Linked DNA regions of Mus musculus: region 1 is linked to region 2. The links are chromatin contacts, called in public promoter capture Hi-C maps. All regions are on one chromosome and are shown on one strand. Each heading gives the region's core, a stretch centred on a gene start, on an enhancer-like site or on the middle of the called end of the contact. The rest is flanking DNA. Distances are from core to core; before and after follow the strand shown.

Region 1 (3,261 bases), core at 634-3,133, 210 kb before region 2:
GATGGATTGGTCAGAAGATCTGGCTCAAGGCCGGCTCCAGCATGTCCTGTCTTTAATTTGTGTGTTCAGAGTTTGGCTTGTGTCCAGACTGGGGCCTTTGCCTGTTCTTTCCAAGGTCAATGAGGAGCAGGAGTCCTAGGCCTGCACTTGGGAATGGGGGCTCCTCCAGCCTTACCTGCCACCATATCAGATGCATCTCAAGGCCTTCTGAGCAAAGAGCTACCTGCTATCCCTGGGCTCCAAAAGGCCTCATCACAGTACAAGTAACCCTTGTCCCAAACCCACAGCCACCCTCCAGCCTGCAGCTTGACCTTCCGAATGGTCTGCCTCAGTCCAACTGCAGTCTGGGGGCAGACTGCCTTCCACGTCCTCTGTATGGGCTCTAAATTCCTACATACCCTCACAGGAATGCACCTGAGCTGCCACAGGGAAAAAAAAATCCAAACAGATGCCTATTTCTCTCTCTTTAGGCCATGAGGGAATTATGGGACATACAGCCTGAAGTAAAGAAAAGTAGTCACAGCAGCCCTGAAATGGACTGAGGAATTAGCCAGACCCCCTCTCATGCCAAGGTGGTCCAGAAGGCTCTGGGTTCCTAGAACTGAAGCTCCACTCCCTAGCAGCGAGGGAAATGCCATCGCCATCCCCTTCCTGCGTGTTTGCTCCTGAAGATCTAGTTCCACGAACTGGTGCCTGGTCCCTTGCTCTTGCTGACAATATGATCCTGCTCCCAGTAGTCAGCTAGCTACTGCAGAGCCTGGGCCTTTAAAACAAACATCAGGGGTCTCGGAGGGGCCCACTACAGCAACCCCACTCCCACAGCGATTTTCCCCCACAGGCCCTGCAGGGCGTTTCCTTGTTAGACCACCAACCCCCAAGCGTCTCTTGGTCAACCTCTCCCCGAGCCCCGGGGAAAGACTATCCTTAGGATAGTCCTATAGCCGTAGGGCTATCCTTTTAAAAACAATGCTAAAGCTTATCTCTATTGGGGGCACAAACTAAATTGATCCCTATCTTATCTCCGCAGCTCATCCCTCAAACGCCCTGCAGACTGTAGAACCGAGTTCCCAAGAGACCCTCCAGCATTTCTTTCCAAATCCACGTAGGCGCTTTGGTCCGACCTGGAGACAGGGAGATCGAGCTCTGGGGGATCTCTGGCCGTAGTGTCATTCGTGCCCCTGAATGCCTCTTTCTGGCACCAGAAAAGGCTGAGACAGCTAGGCCGATACTCACTGAATGGTCTACAATAATGTGCTCCAAGCCACGGTCCGACACTTGGATGGAGCAGAGAGAAGCGTAGGCAGCCCGCGGCGGCGGGAGAGGATGGGCTCCGACTCTGTGCCCCGCGTTGGCCCTCGCTGGCTTTGGGTTTGGCAGAGCACGCGGCTCCTGGAGACCTCTGGGCTGAAGGAGGGGTCCAAGGGCCCCGCTGGAAAAGGGTCTGGCGCTGGGCGAGTGCGGAGCAGAAGGACAGGCCAGGAGTGGTCCTTACCTGATGGCCTCGGGGCTGGTCGGGACTGCTGGGCGCAGGGGCTGAAGGTGCAGGAGGACGCGCAACCCGCGAATCCGCGCCCAGAGCCGCACTGGCTGGAGCGTGTGCGCCGCGGAGCGCGCGCCGAGCCTGGTCTCTCGGTGCGTGTGGCCGCGAGCAGCCAAGTCTGTGTGTCCCTGCGCCGCGGTGTGTGCGTACTGCACAAGGGACCGCGCTGCTCCAAAGTCGCAGCCAGTCGCAGTCGGGAATCGGAGCGAGGCGTCCCTCGTCTCCTTTAGCCCACCCTGTGCCACTCGACCGGCTCTGTCCTGCGGGAGAGGCGCCGCCTCTGCTGCGCAGCCAGGCCCGGGGCCGAGGGAGGCGATAGACCACCGCCTCCCCGGCAGACCTCGCAGGCGGGGGGTGGGGTGCAGGCCAATGAGAGCCCGGGGGGCGGGGTTAGGCCGGGGGCAGAGATGGGGAGCTGGATGAGGACCACCGCGCTGACACAAGCCAGAGCTGCAGCAGGGACCCAGGGCGCGGAGGCGGAGGTAACAGCCCCCCTTTCCCAGTTCTGTCGCAGAGCTTCCGGGCTGAGTTGTGCCTTCCTCAGGGCTCACCACCTTTCTGTCCAACAGCAAAACATCCACTAGAGAAAGCCCTCTCCCTCTCTTCTCTGTGTTCCAAGCCTCCTCTGGCAACCTGCCACCTGAGCAAGTCCCTGGCCCTCTTTGGGCCCTCCTCTGCTCACAGTCAGGGGTCTAGAAGGGATGAATTGCAGGTGCCTATCTAGATGTCCTCGAATGTGACACCCCAGAGAACACCTCTATAGCCAGAAAAGGAGTAGAGGTGCTTACGGGAAGTCTGTTAAAAATAAATGAGACTGCCCTGCCAGCTCTGGGAGTTTGGGTGTGCGGCCTGATGTTTCTGAGCCTCCACTTCTTCACCTGCACCACATCGTTTCTATTTCTGGGCTCATGAGAAGAACAACATTGTGTAGGAACAGTCTGTGTGCCAGTAGCAAACTTGTACTAGGCTCATATATTCACTGATGCTAAACAAATTACTATTGTTGTTGGTGATATGGTGTACTCACCCTTCTTCTGGTACAATTTGATAAGCAGGAGCTTAATGAGCAGAACTCAGTCAAATAAGGTCACAGTGCCAATATCCTGCCACCTCCAGTTTGGCATAACTGTGTCCAGTCACAGCATCCTGAGTTCTTTGTATCCCCATCACTTAGTCTCAACTGGCTTCTGTCATTGCCTGTTCAGGCAAGTTCTGAGCCACCCTTGATGTGTGTCCTTCTGAAGAACCTTCAAGGAAGAAGAGGGAAGGAGAAAGAACTTGAGCCTTTTGTTAGCAAGGTCAGTCTAGCTGAAAACAAAAGGACAAGGAGATGGAGAAGACCCATGAATGGGAGCCACACAGAACCCTAACTGGTAAGACCTACATGATCATTTTACATCCGACTTCACAATGAAAACAGAAAGGCTAAGAATAGGAAGCAACCTGATGCTCCAGAAAGATGTATGGAGTGTCCTATATACAGACAGCAAGTTTATGATTCCCCACTTAGTCCAGGAAGCACTGGTCACCTCGTAGACAGCTGGCACTCGCTTGTGTTCTTTCAGGCCATGTTCCAAAGGAAGAGCAGTGGAGAATATGTCTTCTCTCTTAAGAGTGGTCAGGACCCCCTCTAGGGAGAGTACAGCTAGACGCTGGGCAGAAGTCAGCAGTCAATCAGGAGCAGCTCTAGAACGCACTGCATCTCTCTCTGGTCTGTTTTC
Region 2 (3,454 bases), core at 496-2,995:
GTCTTATTTTTACAAATGGGGACACTGAGTCTCAGGCTTCAGCTGTCCCCTATAAATCCATCTCCCACTCATAGGTCTGTGGTGACACAGAGGAAGGGGGAAACCATACAGTAAAATGTTTCACAAAGCCCTGTCACTGAGAGGTGGGCCTTTACTTCAAGATGACCGCTTACCTCAACACTATGGAAGTGTATTAATTTCATCCAAGAATTATAATAACAACTCAATAAAGTCTGTTGTACCATTAGGTTAATGGAGCTCCAAGAGCCCGTCTTTACAAAGGGTCCTCAAAGGTATACATGCCATTTGTGATTCTTAGAGAATTTGAAAAAGGAAATGCTGTTTTGATTTCTTTCTCTTTAAAAAGTCCATCCAGCAAGGCGCAATGGTGCAAGCTTGTAATCTCTGCCACTCAGTAGGCGCAGGGCTGGAGGAGCACGAGTTCAGGGTATGCCGAGACCACAGAGTGAGTTTCATTAAACAGTGAAGAATAAATAGAATTTTTTTAAAGAAGGGACTAAGGCATTTTTCTCAGTTGGTAAAGTGCTTGTCATACAACCATGAGGACCCGAGTTCAATCCCCAGCAGTCATGTACCAAGCTGGGCACAGAGCACGTGCCTGTAATCCCAGCGCTAGAGAAGCAGCCAGGCACATTCTCGGGGCTTGCTGCCAGTCAGCCTAGGAAAATGGGCAGGTGCTAGATCCAATGAGAGACCCTGTCTCAAGAAATAAGGTGGAGAGCAAAAGAGGAAGATATCCAGTGTTGCCCTTTGGCTTCCATACACACTAGCACACACTAAGCACACAAACATACCCATGACATTTTCAAAGTTGAAAGGACGTGGAAGGGAAGCTCAGTGGTCAAGAACCTCCCCAGCATGACTAAAGCACAGGGGTAGAGACCCATCCCACCTGTACAAAGTTCAATGATAGAGACCTGCCCGGCGTGTGCAAAGCTGGGTTTAACAATCAACATAAAACAAAAACAAGAACAGGGAAGAACTCTAAAGGCCACCCAGACAGTGCACGTCTCAGGCCCAGGAATTCTGAGACTGTCTCTGAAAGTGACCTAAGTCCAGGATTGGTTTGTGGTAGTAAGGACTGAAAGCAGAGCCTTGGGCATGCTGAGCAAGAGCTTTGTCCTTGGGCTACCACTCCAGCTCCTTCCCACCCCGACCCTTACCCCTTTCTTGACACAGGGTCTACTACATCGCTTTGACTGAGCTTTGGACTCGTTCTTTAGCCAAGCAAACCTTGAGTATGTCTCTCAAGTAGCTGGAATTGTAGGCCTTCCCCACAAGGCCTGGCTCTGGTTTTTTTTGTTTTTTGTTTTTTTTTGGTTTTTGGTTTTTTTGTTTTTTGTTTTTTCATCTTTTTATTCCTTTAACCCCTGGAGTACATGACTAATTGTAGCTGCTGGGATGACCAGAGGTCTCGTTAGGCACACAGGCCCAGGGAAGCAGCTGTCTTTCGCCAATTTGGACAGAGAAACCAAAACTGGTCCCTTCAGTTACTCCCTCTTCCACCCCACACTGCCCATCATGGAAAAAGAACCTCCAGGAAATTTTGACCTACTCTTAAAGCACAGAGCACAGACTGTCTTCCGGATGGATGTTTCTTAGAAGGAGGAGCGGGAAAAGGCTGTCCCAAGCTCATTAACCTTGTGAGAGTGAGCATCATGCTACCTAACACACACAAACCAGGGAGCTGTGGAATTCTCCTGAGTAAGCCAGCCCCGACTTAGAACCAGCTCACTCTGGGCTAAAATTAGATGTGTCCCCGAGCCAGCTAAGCTGCCTCCTGTGCCTCTCCTGGCAGCCAATTTCACTAGAAATGAGGTGTGACTACCCCTGAGTCCAAACTGGGGATCCCTTCCCTCTCTGCCCCCCCTGTGTCTAAGGCAGGTCCCCACTTACTGAACACAGGCAGCTTGCATGTGGGAAGCCTGGCAGATCGGGGACTTACTGAGAAACTGAGACATGGCAGAGAAACGAGCTCTTCAAGGTTGGTCTGATAAGTGGCGGTTCAGAACTAAAACTCTCTCTGGGTCCCAAAGCTGGAGAGCACACAACTGCCTCAAGAAGTCAGTACATGGGGATTTCAGATTTTCACATTTCCTGTCTGGATCCCTTAGTGGAAACAGACTTCATGGGAGTTTGTAAGGAAGCGTGGGTGGGTGTATGGGGCGGGGGTGGGGGTGACGCAAGCAACACATTCTCTTTTAACCTCAACAGTAAAACTTCTGCCAAAGCCTGGTGTGTTGGTTCATGCTTTGAATCCCAGCAGGTGGAAGGCAGAAGCAGGCAGATCTCTGAGTTCTACACAGTGAGTTCCAGGACAGCCAGAGCTACATAAAGAGACTGTCTCAAAAAAAAAAAAAAAAAAAAAAAAAAAAAAAAAAAAAAAAAAAAAAATTAAGCAAAATTAAAAGCTGTCATAGCAGAACAAAGCGCTTGTGAGACTCTGGCTTTACTGGACTGTAAGGATCTGAACCTAATGAGACAGACACCTATCTCCCAAATCCCCAAGTCCTTGTTTCTCGGGCTTCATCCTCTGCCATCCGCAGCAGGCCCCCGTGTAGAGACATAGACTAGACTACAGCCCCTGAATCATGTAGGCAAGAAATAGCCCCGATAACACAGCCGGCAGGAAGCGCTTTAACCAGTGGTTTCTGGAGCTCTTTCCAGAATAAATACAAAGCTTTTGAAGCAACTAGAACCACACCATGCTGTCTGCTGTAGGAAATGTCACGTTGAACCTCATGAGGCGGGTCTAATCAAAGGGTCAGGGTTTGAAGAAAACATCCAGGGGGGTCAGAAGAGGGCTCTGGGCCTTGAGGGGGTCAATGGAGGTGACAAGTCTGGTGGGGAAAGGACAGAAGCCAGCTTTCCAGTGCCCCAAAGGGCAAACCTGAAGCAAGCTGCTATCTGTGCAACTGGTGCAAGCTACTAGTTCTAGTCCTAGAAGTCCTCCCCACACAGCAAAGGGAGGACTGTTACTCTCCTGATCCTCAGTCATGTCAGCCTGTGCCCTCAATTTCTAGGACAGCCCAGTATGTGCCATCACCTCACCCTGATTCCCACATTTCATGACACATATTATGACCTTGTCTATTTTGGGGTCTTTCCTCAGTGGTAAAAGATACATGCTATCTGCCACTCACTTTCCCTACCTGTTCCTCCTGCTTCAAATTCTCCTCTACTGAAAAAAAATAAGGAAAGTGACAGATGACATCACATATCCGTGTGCCCTTCACTCGGGGTGACAGGTCACATTCACTTTTTTCTTTCGACACATGCTTGCAGACACACAAACACACACACACACACACACACACACACACTCCTTTTCAGAGGCAGGAGGCCGTTTCGCTGAAGCATTTAAAAGCAAGCTGTGAGGTCAAGCCACACCCCAGCTAAGTACTTTGGCCTGCCCCTCCTGAATCAGCATCAC

Evidence for each region. Promoter capture Hi-C pulls out the DNA fragments that hold promoters and counts their contacts.
Region 1: a promoter capture Hi-C map of hippocampal neurons shows a contact between it and region 2, with 2.8 times the contacts expected there. The contact joins the promoter of Adcyap1r1 here to the enhancer-like site in region 2. A contact is called at or near these places in 9 of 39 promoter capture datasets (the 3T3-L1 cell line, 3T3-L1-derived adipocytes, embryonic stem cells and 6 more), 1 of 15 datasets of contacts at CTCF or cohesin (the NIH/3T3 cell line), 4 of 484 Hi-C or Micro-C datasets (Sertoli cells, cerebral cortex, cortical neurons and 1 more), 5 of 115 datasets of contacts at active chromatin or transcription factors (SST interneurons, VIP interneurons, neural tube and 1 more) and 2 of 9 other capture datasets (adipose tissue and embryonic stem cells).

The regions. Positions count from the first base shown.
Region 1 is chr6:55,450,600-55,453,860 of GRCm38.p6, reverse strand. It overlaps Adcyap1r1 (adenylate cyclase activating polypeptide 1 receptor 1), which reads right to left and starts at 1,883. Exons shown (of 17, transcript NM_007407.4): 1 at 1,493-1,883.
Region 2 is chr6:55,240,067-55,243,520 of GRCm38.p6, reverse strand. The region is part of intron 5 of Mindy4 (MINDY lysine 48 deubiquitinase 4); the gene reads right to left. Among named protein-coding and RNA genes, the nearest start is that of Mindy4, 38 kb to the right of the region's middle. Within about 2 kb of position 1,745, at least 26 of the 459 cell types and tissues checked have an H3K27ac peak or open chromatin away from gene starts, as enhancers often do. A contact at or near this core is called in SST interneurons, adipose tissue, cerebral cortex and 1 more, where this site is marked.